2 separate regions of the Macaca mulatta genome follow, and region 1 is linked to region 2. The links are chromatin contacts, called in public Hi-C maps. All regions are on one chromosome and are shown on one strand. Each heading gives the region's core, a stretch centred on a gene start, on an enhancer-like site or on the middle of the called end of the contact. The rest is flanking DNA. Distances are from core to core; before and after follow the strand shown. Region 1 has its middle 100 kb from the start of HAAO. Region 2 holds the start of ZFP36L2 (ZFP36 ring finger protein like 2).

Evidence for each region. Hi-C and Micro-C count contacts between places; a contact is called where the count stands out from the background.
Region 1: a contact with region 2 is called in a Hi-C map of blood, with 4 times the contacts expected there. The contact joins the enhancer-like site here to the promoter of ZFP36L2 in region 2. A contact is called at or near these places in 6 of 14 Hi-C or Micro-C datasets (CD4 T cells, blood, fetal cortex germinal zone and 3 more).

Annotation. Positions count from the first base shown.
Region 1 is chr13:81,813,507-81,819,446 of T2T-MMU8v2.0, forward strand. No RefSeq gene overlaps it. Among named protein-coding and RNA genes, the nearest start is that of HAAO, 100 kb to the right of the region's middle. Within about 2 kb of position 1,990, at least 8 of the 40 cell types and tissues checked have an H3K27ac peak or open chromatin away from gene starts, as enhancers often do. A contact at or near this core is called in blood, where this site is marked.
Region 2 is chr13:81,605,847-81,612,593 of T2T-MMU8v2.0, forward strand. ZFP36L2 (ZFP36 ring finger protein like 2) reads left to right here and starts at 2,630. Exons shown (of 2, transcript XM_015112244.3): 1 at 2,630-2,970; 2 at 3,483-6,747. The coding sequence starts at 2,920. The coding sequence ends at 4,910.

The DNA.
Region 1 (5,940 bases), core at 740-3,239, 210 kb after region 2:
CTTGCAGCTAAGGATAGCTACGTGTCTAACAGTTCTGGCCAATGGGATGTAGACAAAAGCATTGTCTGCAACTTCCAGATGGTGTCCTTAAAAGGAGGGAACCTGCCTCTGGGGCCCTCTCTCCCCAGCTTCGTGCAGGCTGGAAGCCTGTGTGATGGAGTGTCATCTTGGATCCTATGGGTGAGGGCAGGACCAGAGGGATGGCACATCAGTAAGTGAGTTAGAAGCAGCACAAGTGCCTGATACTATTTTGATCCCAAACTGTCTATGCCTGGACTGTTACACAAGAGGAAAGAAACAGCGATCTTATTTGAGTCACTCTTATTTTGGATCTCTGTTATATCAGCCAGGTCTATATCCTAATTAATACATCTTGGGACCTTCTCTTGGTACACGTTGCTGTGGGCTGAAACTCTATCTCCTGTGTGAGGACTAATTTTGTTCCCTCCATCCAAATCCAGATAAATTCTGCCTGTAACCAGTCTCCCCTCTGCTGAGAGTGTGGCAAGACACACCACCGGGCCAGATCTGCTCACCCTAACCTGAGAAACTAATTTCATTTTTCCCCCTCTATCCTGACTCCATGTCACTGGTACATTCAAAGCATTTTGCATGTGGGTTAGAGCAGCATTTGCTTCAGTTCAGGAGCTGCTATGGAGTGGAGGTCATGGCCCTGTCATCCGCTGGGGGTCCTGAGTGCTGGAGCCATGGAGAAATGTAAAGGTATCGCTCCCCGCTCCACTGAGTATGGGAGAGTGGTGCTCCTCTCGTTAACGTAAAGACTGGCACAGCAAACAGCCCATCTCCCTGTGAGACAGGGAACTAGAGGCCCAGTTACTGAGGGCTGAGCAATGGAACATTCAAGAAGAACTGCTCTTCTCCTGGTACCTGGGAATGTGCCAGCCCTAGGATCCCACCCAGATCCTCTATGGCCTAAGAGGGGAAAAAGAAAAGGCCAGAGGGCTGGGTGTGGTGGCTCATGCCTGTAATCCTAGCACTTTGGAAGGCCCAGTCAGGAGGATCCCTTAAGCCCAGGAGTTCGAGACTAGCCTGGGCAACATAGGGAGACCCTGTCTGTATTATTTTTAAAACAGTTTTTAAAATATATAATAAAAAAAAGAAAGGGCCAAAGGGCATACGAACACTAGTGCGATAGGTCCTGGGCTCCTGGGATTGGGGAGAGGCAGTGTCTGTGATGTGCTATAGGCCAGTGTAAGAGGCGGGGCACAGAAAGTCATCGAATGGTTCTGTGTCTAACAATGCCCCACCCTCATTCCAAGCTTTTGTAATTAAAGAAGCATAATTGAGTGGAGACCAACTGGGAAAATCCAGAAGGAAACGTTGCCTCGGACCACAAACACCGGCGGAGGCTGGGCTGGGTTCTTCCTTTCTGTGCTGATTGTGTTGAAGAACAATGGCAAGCAGGCCCACGTTTCTCTTAGAGCCTTCCTTGGCTCCCAAGTGGCTGGCTTGAACCCTTCTTCTTTCCTTCAAGCCTCCTCCCTTAGACGGGGGCTCCCTAAGAGCCAAAATGGTGCCTTTATCCTCAGACCGGAGTCAGAAGTCCCAGGGAGTTCCAGGGCCACGGGAGCCCGCAAGCCCACCTGAGCCAGCAGGAAGACAGTGTTCGGTTTCCAGGCTAGTCCTCTGTCCCCACCTCTAACCAAGACAGTTCTCTACACTGGTTTCCCCTGACACCAGCACTGTAGCCAAGGAAGGAGCAGTGACTTTTTGATCCTCCCTCCAGTGAGGTACATTAAGCCCGAGGGACAAATGGGGCTGGTGACACAGTAGCATGGGGGCGAGATGGTGACAGTTGACCCTTCCACACCCATGCCATTATGAGAAACACGCAGCCACTTGTAGCTTGTGAGGTGTAGCCAAGACTGACCATCCATGAGACCTGGGGTCGCCTCCTCTCCCAGGACAGCCCAACTGACTTCCTTCTCTGCTGAAGCTGAGTCCTGATGTGCTGCTTACCCCATCGGCTCTGCCCCTCCCCTCTGCTCTTGCACAACATATGCTGGAGCTTTTGCACCACAGTCAGCACACTCCCCTGTATCTTCAAGCTCTTTTTGGAATGCTGCCTCCTCCTCCAGGCCTTGAACTACCACCTTCAAGCAGAGGCTATTTAATCTCACATTCTCTGCACCTCAGGGCTAAAAGATGTGGAGTTTTGGCCTTATTATTCCTCATTGTCATTTCCAGCACATTACTCCCAACCTCTTATACAACCCTGCACCGCCGACACTCCTGTCTCCTGCTATGCTGCCCTCTGTCCTCTCCCTGTCAGCTCCCAGCCCCCATGCACTGGAAACTCCAGCTCCAGCCTCCTCTTCTCCACTCCACCTCCTGCCAGTATCCTAGACAAATGGAGGGACCTATGTCCACACTCTGACCTCTGGCTTCCTTCACCCTCATCTCAAAGAATTCTGGCCTTAGCTATTCATTTATCCCTGAAAACTTTATGGTCACCAGAAAGCCTCACTCCTTCTGAAATCAGAAATTCTCTCCTTTGACTATATGTCGCCTCCAAGCCCGTCTGCCTCCTGGCCTGGGCACCCTGCCACAGCTCTCTGTTCTCATGGAGATCTCCAGTCCATTGGTACCTTCACTCCTTCTCCATCTGTCAACCCCTCCTGCCTTTACTTCTCTCCTTTCCCACTAAGATTCCGTGGCTCATGAATGAATCAACTGGCAATATTCATGCAACAGAATATGCTAAGCAGGCTAAACACATGAGCCACAGCAACTAAAACAATGTGGATGAATCTTAGCAAGACACAATTAAGCCAAACACTTAAGTCCCATAAGGTTATGTAGAGAATGATACCCTTTTAATGAAGGTGAAGACAGCTAATATGAAAAGATGTCTATAATTTTTGAAAATATAGAGAGATGCAATAAAACCATATAAAAAGGAAAGCAGGGTTGCACCTTGTACACAGATGATGACCACTTTGAGTGGAAAGAGGCAAAGGGATGGGATGTGGAAAGGGAACAATGTGGTGAAACGGGGGTCACTGTCAGAACTTTTGTTTGGGTGGTGGTTTTGCAGGTGCCTATTACATCTTTAAAAATAACAAATTAGGTTGGATGTGGTGGCTCACGCCTGCAATTCCATCACTTTGGGAGGCCCAGGAGGGAGGATTGCTTAAGGCCAGGAGTTTGTGACCAGCCTGGGCAACATAGCAAGACCCTATCTGTGTTTGTCCCTTTTGTATTGCTGTAAAGGAATACCTGAGACCGGGTGATTTATAAAGAAAAGAGGCTTATTTGGCTCACAGCTCTAGAGTCTTTACAAGAATGGCACCAGCATCTGCTCAGCTTCTGCCAAGGCCTCAGGAAGCTTTTACTCATGGAGGAAGTCAAACTGGGGAGCAGGTGTGTCACATGGCAAGAAGGAAAGCAAGAGAGAAGGGAGAAGGTGCCAGGCTCTTCTTAAAAACCAGATCTCACGTGAGCTCATTACCACTCATTACACTCAAAGCCATTCATGTGGGATCTGCACCCTTGACCCAAACACCTCCCATTAGGTCCCACCTCCAGCACTGGGGATCACACATGTCAATGTGCAGTTTGGAGGGTATAAACATTCAAGCTATATCAGAAAAGTATATATATATATTTTGAGACAGAGTCTTGCTCTGTTGCCCAGGCTGGGGTGCAGTGGCATGATCTTGGCTCATTACAACCTCTGCCTCCTGGGATCAAGCGATTCTCGTGCTTCAGCCTCCCAGAAGCTGGCATGTGTCACCATGCCCAGGTAATTTTTTTGTATTTTTAGTAGAGGGGTTTTCCCATGTTGGCCAGGCTGGTCTGGAACTCCTGACCTCAAGTGATCCACCCACCTCGGCCTTCCAATTGGAAATTTGGCTTAATTGTATCTTGCTAGATTCATCCACATTGTTTCATATTGCTGTGGCTCATGTGTTTAGCCCGCTTAGGATATTCTGTTGTGTGAATATCGCCAGTTGATTCATTCATGAGCCACGGAATCTTAGTGGGAAAGGAGAGAAGTAAAGGCAAGAGGGATTGACAGATGGAGAAGGAGTGAAGGTACCGATGGACTGGAGAGCTCCATGAGGACAGAGAGCAGTGGCAGGGCACCCAGGCCAGGAAGCAGACGGGCTTGGAGGTGCTGGGATTACAGGCGTGAGCCACCACGCCCAGCCCCACCCCCAATTTTTTTATTTTTAATTAGCTAGGCATGGTGGTACTTGTCTGTACTCCTAGCTATTCTGGAGGCTGAGGCAGGAGGATCGCTTAAGCCCAGGAGTTCTAGGCTACAGTGAGCCATAGTCACACCACTGCCCTTCAGCCTGGGCAACAGAGCAAGACCCTGTCTCTAAAAATAAAAAGAAACAAATTAATAGCTAATTAAATAAAAGTAAACCATGCATGGGTCAATGATGAGTGTATCAGGGAAGCAATGCTGTGGGTAGATGTAGGCAGTCCAGTAAAATAAAGATTCCATAGGTTATTATTACATTACTCTCTTGCAAATATACTGATCCTTCCTCATTGTCTCACCACAGAATCCACAATCTCCCTGTGTCTGCACCGATCTTTTCTCATTCTTTCAATCACAATGGAAGAAGCATCCTAGTTTCTTCTGTCAAAGAAAAATTCCATGTCTTGTTTCCTGAGTCCCATCTTTTCTCGTCTTCTCAAGGACTTTGTTCCTTTGGTTATCCCCTTGCTCTCTCTCCTCATCAATCTCTCCCTCTCTCATGGATTATTTCCATCAGCACACAAACATGCTCCAGTCTCTCCCATCCGAGAAACAAATTTTTATTAGGACAAATGTTAGGCTGCAGGCCAGGCACAGTGGCTCACGCTCGTAATCCCAGCACTTTGGAAGGCTAAGGCGGGTGGATCACCTGAGGCTTGGAGTTGGAGACCAGCCTGGCAACATGGCAAAACCCCATTTCTACTAAAAATACAAAAATTAGCCGGGCATGGTGGTGCGCGCCTGTAATCCCAGGTACTTGGCATGTTGAGACAGGAGAATCACTTGAGTGGTGGAGGTGAAGGTTGCAGTGAACTGACATTGCACTGCTGCACGTCAGCCTGGGCAACAGAGGGAGACCCTGTCTCAAATAAATAAATAAATAAATAAATAAATAAATAAATAAATAAACAAAAGTTAGGCTGCTGTAACAAAGAGACCCCAAAAGACAGTGTTGCAAACAGGCAGAAGGTTAACTCCTGCAGGAGTCTGGGAAGGCAGACCCAGGGTGATACAATAGCTGCTTCTTTCTGTTGCTCTCCCACCCTTAACTTGAGGTTTCCCTCCAAGGTGGATGCTCCAGCCGCTGACAGCACTTCCACCTTCCAGCCAGATGGAAAGGGATAAAGAGGAAGAAGATATACCTTCTTCCTTTGAAGAGCATGGCCTGGAAGTTGCATACATCATGTCCGCTCACATTCCATTGCCTCAGACTTGGTCACGAGACATACCTAATTGTAAGGGAAGTTAGGAAATAGAGTCTCTAGCTGGCTGTTAAATGTGTTCAGTTGAGTATTCCACCACTATTGAAGAAGAGGAGAATGGATATTGATGAAAAGCTAGCAATCTCCACTATACTCTGCACCTTTGGTTACCCAAATAAACGCACATTCTCTTCCCAAACATGGAACATGGTAATCCCCTACCCAAGCGTGAAGCCCATAGGTCCTATCCATTACTGCAACTGTCTCAAGGTCCAGGCTTTCTTGGTAGTTGTCTGATCTTTATGTGAAGGTCAGATATTGGTCCAGTGATGTATAAACTAAAAGATAAGTCATCTATTTGTCCCTCTCCACCAGCCAACAACACGTACACAATATACAAGAGACATAGGAACAAGATAACCACAATTAAAACTGCCATTTGGAAAGGGACGAATAGAGAACCCATAGCAGGCACAAAGCAATTAGTAAATCCCACTGGGCAAG
Region 2 (6,747 bases), core at 1,380-3,879:
TGCCTGTGAAAGACCACTGCACTCCAGCCTGAGTAACACAGCAAGACCCCATCACTAAAAGAAAGGAATTTAAGAACAAAAAAGCAGCCATACTGGAAGTATAGGAAAGGGGCTTTGTAAGAGGCAGGAAAGAAGTCAACTCAGTGTCCAAAGTTTTGTCCTAAAGAGAACAGGAAATTCCCTGGGTGGTTTTGCAACCACTCGGCCCCAAATGTGGTTTCTGTGATCCTGAATTAATTACCTAGTTAGGCAGCTGTGTAGCCCACACCTGAGGGAAAGTTGCCAACCTAACACTTTTTGTTCTAAGACCTAGCTGGTGAGACGTGAGGGACTTGGTAACATAAATGTGGTGATAACCACAGAAGAAGAATTATGAAACTGGCCCAACAAAGCCCAGCTCAATGGAAATGGCCAGCACTTCTTTTTTCCTCCATTTAAAATGAAATAAAAGCAGCTACATTATACATTTTATACTAGCAGGTACTCTGTACACAGCATGTCCCATAATATGTCCACATGTTATCTCCAGAATCCTAATCTGCAAAGTGGGTGTTCTCACAGCTCTTGACTGGGACTCACCCCAGATTTGGACGTTGATTCAAACAGATGTTTCCATTGGTTCTGTATCTGAAATCTTGTTACTAACCTAATAAAAGTGCCTAGGGAAGTGGCTGTTTCACACCGTTTGGTGAGATGTTTGGGGTCATCTCACCAAAGAACAAACCAGACCACAGTTGCCCAGGTATATCAAGGGATCAGTGTAGGGTAGGTGCTAAAAGTGAAACTGGTCCCTCTGAGGTCACCTACTCTTGGCTCTGAGTCCTAGGGTCCAGGACTTGGGTACCCCCACAGCTCTGCACTCATGAGTCTGTGGCTCTCTGTCCATCTGGCCATAGTTCAGAAGCCTGGCTTTCTCCACCCTTATGCTTTGTCAATTTGGTTTAATACATAAAGATGGTTTAGTTCTTGTTTGTCTTTTAAACACCTTCACAGATACCATTTGCACCTTGACAAAGGTGAGAGATGAATAAAGCAGGAATATTACCTTCGTTTTACAAGGAAACCCAAGTACCAAAGAGATGATGTGATTTGCCTAAGACCACATGATTTCTATGGGGCAGGGCCTGAACTCCAGCCCAGCATTCCTGATCCTTACCCTGGACTCTGGCTCCCTGGGCTGTGAGGGGAGTACAGTAGTGGGAAATGCAGGCTACACTCCAGGAACTCGAATCCCTGAGTGGCAGGCCTAGTTCTTTCCCCAGCGGGTCCTGGACCTTCCAGCTTCAGGTCCAAGCTTTTTGGCAACCTGTATGAGCGCGGAGCGAGAAGTGCCCTAGACCAGACTCCAGATCGTTCCTAGTGGGGCTGTCAGCGGCTTTAGCCTCACTGGGCGCTAGGTGGGGGTGTCTGCTCCGTACCCGGACGAAGGCGGGGCGCCCGCTGGCAAAGCGCATTTTCCAGCGCAAGCTGTTGGGGTGTGGGGCTGGCGGGAGAGGGAAAACAGGGGGGGCGCGCCCACCAACAGCGTCTGTGCAGCCCCACCTGGGCCGCGGGTTGGTCTCAGCCGGATCCTGCCGCCCTCATCGAGCTAAGGCTGGGCGCGGCGCCCCTACGGCCGGGGAGAGAAGAGCCGAGAGGACGCAACAGGCCCAGGCTGTGCCGGGCGGGGAGCCTCGGCGGGCAGCTGCGCCCCCAGCCCGAGGGCTGGGGGAGGCCGGGCCGACCAGCAGACGGAAAGGGTGGCGCTAAGTCGCCTTCAAGCCCGCACGGCTCTCCCGGCCTTTCCTCCTGTCCTCAGAGTCAGCTCCCCCGCCCGGGACGTCCCGCGCCACTCCGCGCCTTTGGCCCTGGCTCAAGGTCTTGTGATGTGATTAGCAAAGCCAGCGCCTTGTCCTCAGACACTCAGCCCTGCCCGGCAGGCCCCGGCGCTCAAGCCCTGTTTACTGAGCCTGGGCGGGGAGGGGGCGGAGAAACGAGCCCGGGCTCCACCGGCAAGACTGCCGCGGCGGCCGCCCGCGTGGCCACCACCACCCCCACCCCCACCCCCACCGCGACTCCACGTGCAGTCGGGCTGGAGCTGCCACCGACAGGACGCAGTCCCCGAGCCCCCGCCTCCTGGCCGAAGCACCCTTTGCAAACCCGCCGGGCCGCGCGGATGGTTGCGATATTCTGGCATTTTGCAATTCCCGCGCCCAGCACAAAACCAAAGGTGGGAACTAAAAGCTCCACAGGTCCGCCTCGGCGAACAGGGCAGGGAAAGACACGTCCAGGACTGCAGAATCCCGGCCACGCTAAATGTACCGGGGCTCTCCGACCGCGCAGTGCCAGAAAAGGAAAGCCGTGCCTTCCCGCCGCCACCCGGCGGCACCCACCGGGGCCGAAAGCTACACGCCGCACCGGGCGCCCGGGTCGCTGGCCCCGCCCCGAGGCCTCCCGCCCCCTTCCCCAGAGAAAAAAAATTGGCGGCGGCCAATGGGAGGCCGAGAAGGCGCCTGACGTTCGCGAGCTGGCGGGCGGCGTTGCCTGGAGACTCCGGCGGGGGCCCAGTTCTGTCCCCTCCCCCGGCGCGCCCGCCCCGCCGCAGCCGCACTCCCGGGCTCTATATAGGGCGCGCGCTCGCGGGCTGCAGAGTTCCAGCAGTCCGCGAGCTGCCGTCGGCTCCGCGGGGGGGGCGGGCCGGGCACCCCGGGGCGCGGAGGAGCGCTCCTCGCTTCTCTCCTTCCCCCCTGCCGCACTCCGCCGGACCCTCCCGCCGGCCCGCGCCGCTGCCCTCGCCCTCTCCTCTCGCCCCCCGGCAAACTTTCGGCCCCTCCCCGCCCCTCGCCCGTTATTCGTCGTGGCTCAAGCCCGGCCACGCCACCCCGAGGGCTCCTCCCGACCTCCCGGCCTGTCGCTCCGGCCACTGCGGGATCCAGAAACATGTCGACCACACTTTTGTCCGCGTTCTACGATGTCGACTTCTTGTGCAAGGTACGCCGGGGAGCGGGCCGGGCCGGCAGCAGCCGTTCCAGTTCTTGGACTTTGCCTCTGTCCCCTGGCCCTGGGGGACGCCCCTCCCGCCCTGCCTTTCGGGTCGGGAAAATCCCGGGGTTTGCAAAAGTGTGTGCGAGCGCCCTGGAGGAGGAGGGGGCGGCAGGGAGGGCGCTGGTGTCGCGGTTGAGTTTCTCCGCTGCCGACCGCGGCCACGCTGCCCGGGGCTTCCCGGACGGGATTCGCGCCGCCCACCTCGGCGGCCGGGGCGGAGGATCACGTGTCGAAACCCAGCGCGGCCCGCGGTGGGCGTCCTCCCCTCTCCCGCTCCCTCCAGCAAGATCTTGCTGCTTTTGCGTGTGTATGGGTGGAGGGTGGAGGCCGAGTCGGGATCCGCCAAGAGTGGGGGAAAAAGAGGAAAAGAATCAGGCTGGGAGTTTCTCTGTGGCTCGACCCGAGTCTGCCTTCCCCTTCCGTTTTTCATCCCTTCCACGCTCCCCTTCCTTTGGCAGACGGAGAAATCCCTGGCCAACCTCAACTTGAACAACATGCTGGACAAGAAGGCGGTGGGGACGCCCGTGGCCGCCGCCCCCAGCTCCGGCTTCGCGCCAGGCTTCCTCCGACGGCACTCGGCCAGCAACCTGCACGCACTCGCCCACCCCGCGCCCAGCCCCGGCAGCTGCTCGCCCAAGTTCCCGGGCGCCGCTAACGGCAGCAGCTGTGGCAGCGCGGCGGCCGGCGGCCCGACCTCCTACGGCACCCTTAAGGAGCCGTCGGGGGGCGGCGGCACAGCCCTGCTCAACAAGGAGAACAAATTCCGGGACCGCTCGTTCAGCGAGAACGGCGACCGCAGCCAGCACCTCCTGCACCTGCAGCAGCAGCAGAAGGGGGGCGGCGGCTCACAGATCAACTCCACGCGCTACAAGACCGAGCTGTGCCGGCCCTTCGAGGAGAGCGGCACGTGCAAGTACGGCGAGAAGTGCCAGTTCGCGCATGGCTTCCACGAGCTGCGCAGCCTGACTCGCCACCCGAAGTACAAGACCGAGCTGTGCCGCACCTTCCACACCATCGGCTTCTGTCCCTACGGGCCGCGCTGCCACTTCATCCACAACGCGGACGAGCGGCGGCCCGCGCCGTCGGGGGGCGCCTCCGGGGACCTGCGTGCCTTTGGCACGCGCGACGCGCTGCACCTGGGCTTCCCGCGGGAGCCGCGGCCCAAGCTGCACCACAGCCTCAGCTTCTCGGGCTTCCCGTCGGGCCACCATCAGCCCCCGGGCGGCCTCGAGTCGCCGCTGCTGCTCGACAGCCCCACGTCGCGCACGCCGCCGCCGCCCTCCTGCTCCTCGGCCTCGTCCTGCTCCTCCTCCGCCTCCTCCTGTTCCTCGGCCTCCGCGGCCTCCACGCCCTCGGCCCCGGCATGCTGCGCCTCTGCGGCGGCCGCGGCTGCGGCCGCTCTGCTCTACGGCAGCGGGGGAGCCGAGGACCTGCTGGCACCTGGGGCCCCGTGCGCGGCCTGCTCGTCAGCCTCGTGCGCCAACAACGCTTTCGCCTTCGGCCCGGAGCTCAGCAGCCTCATCACGCCGCTCGCCATCCAGACCCACAACTTTGCCGCCGTGGCCGCCGCCGCCTACTACCGCAGTCAGCAGCAGCAGCAGCAGGGCCTGGCGCCCCCTGCGCAGCCCCCGGCACCGCCCAGCGCACCCCTCCCCGCCGGGGCCGCCGCGCCTCCCTCGCCGCCCTTCAGCTTCCAGCTGCCGCGCCGCCTGTCCGACTCGCCCGTGTTCGACGCGCCCCCCAGCCCCCCGGACTCGCTGTCGGACCGCGACAGTTACCTGAGCGGCTCCTTGAGCTCTGGAAGCCTCAGCGGCTCCGAGTCCCCCAGCCTCGACCCCGGCCGCCGCCTGCCAATCTTCAGCCGCCTCTCCATCTCCGACGACTGAGGCAAGAGGGCGCCAGTGAGGAGGAAGGGAAGGCGGTTCAGAGATGTTGGAGGACACCCCTCGCCATCTCGCCCCTGCTGGGGGCCCGGGAGTCGGGGGGTGACATGGGCCCCAGGCAGACTGCAAGCCCGACCGAGCCCTTGGACTCGAACTCTGTGCCTGGAGGGGCCCCCACCTCTCCTTTTCGGTTTCCTCTTTTTTTTTTTTTTTTTATTATTACGAAGTTTCATTCTTTTTGAGCAAAAAAGTCGAGGAACTTTTTCTATTGAACAAAATATTCACAACAGGGCAGTTGTGATACCAATAGAACAAAAAACAAACACTTAAACTTTTTTAGGACTCCAGTGAGTTTGGGACTTCAGGAAAAATCAACCCAGCACCAGCAGCTATCAACCACCATTCCATCTCTTCACTTGAACAGCATTAGTTAAGTCCAGATGTGGGAACCCTTAAGAAGTTCCTAATTGTTTGTCTCAGATCGGTGTTATACCAGCCAGCCACCACCTTGCTAAACCTATAAGCTTTTTAGAATCCAATATTCTGCCAAGAATATGCCTTGATAGTTAGCCCTCAGCCCATAGGTGTTTTTTGTTTTTTAACAATTATATATGTCTGGGGGTGAAAAACAAACCCTTGCATTCCAAAGGTCCATACTGGTTACTGGTTTCATCGCCACCACTTAGTGGATGTTTAGTTTAGAACCATTTTGTCTGCTCCCTCTGGAAGCCTTGGGCAGAGCTTACTTTGTAATTGTTGGAGAATAACTGCTGAATTTTTAGCTGTTTTGAGTTGATTCGCACCACTGCACCACAACTCAATATGAAAAAAACTATTTAACTTATTTATTATCTTGTGAAAAGTATACAATGAAAATTTTGTTCATACTGTATTTATCAAGTATGATGAAAAGCAATAGATATATATTCTTTTATTATGTTAAATTATGATTGCCATTATTAATCGGCAAAATGTGGAGTGTATGTTCTTTTCACAGTAATATATGCCTTTTGTAACTTCACTTGGTTATTTTATTGTAAATGAGTACAAAATTCTTAATTTAAGAGATTGTATGTAATATTTATTTCATTAATTTCTTTCCTTGTTTACGTAAATTTTGAAAGATTGCATGATTTCTTGACAGAAATCTATCTTGATGCTGTGGAAGTAGTTTGAGGAACATCCTATGAGTTTTCTTAGAATGTATAAAGGTTGTAGCCCATCCAACTTTAAAGAAAAAAATGACCACATACTTTGCAATCAGGTTGAAATGTGGCATGCTTTTCTAATTCCAACTTTATAAACTAGCAAAAAAGTGTTTGCTTATTCCACCAGTTCTGCTGTGACATACTGGAGTATCTTAAGACATGTAGCAATAATGGGGAGTGGGGGGGAGTCTCACAGTGCCTTTGGAAGGGCCCGAACTTGCCTTAAATCTTCCTCAACCAAATAAGTATTTTATTAGTGCTTGAGAGAATCTGAATGTAGGATGGGTTCAACTGCACAAAAGGAAAAGACTTTTACCACTTTTTTTATATAGATATAAAGTGAAGCGACCGCCTCTTAGTGCTGAAATATGTAGTACACAAATATGCCTTGTTTAATTACAGAAAATTCCAAAACTTGTACTATTTTTTTTTTTCCGTGTAGAAAGGTAGGAATGTTTCCTAAGCTTTCCTGGACAGCAGATGAATGAGCGGTAGCTTTAGTTTGTACGTAGGTACAGTTGGAGCACTATATGTACTCTCTGGACTACTTTGACAGAAGTAGGTTTTTGAATGTAACAAGATAAGTCAACTTGAGTTGTAATATATTTTGGGGAATCAGTTCACTACAAATT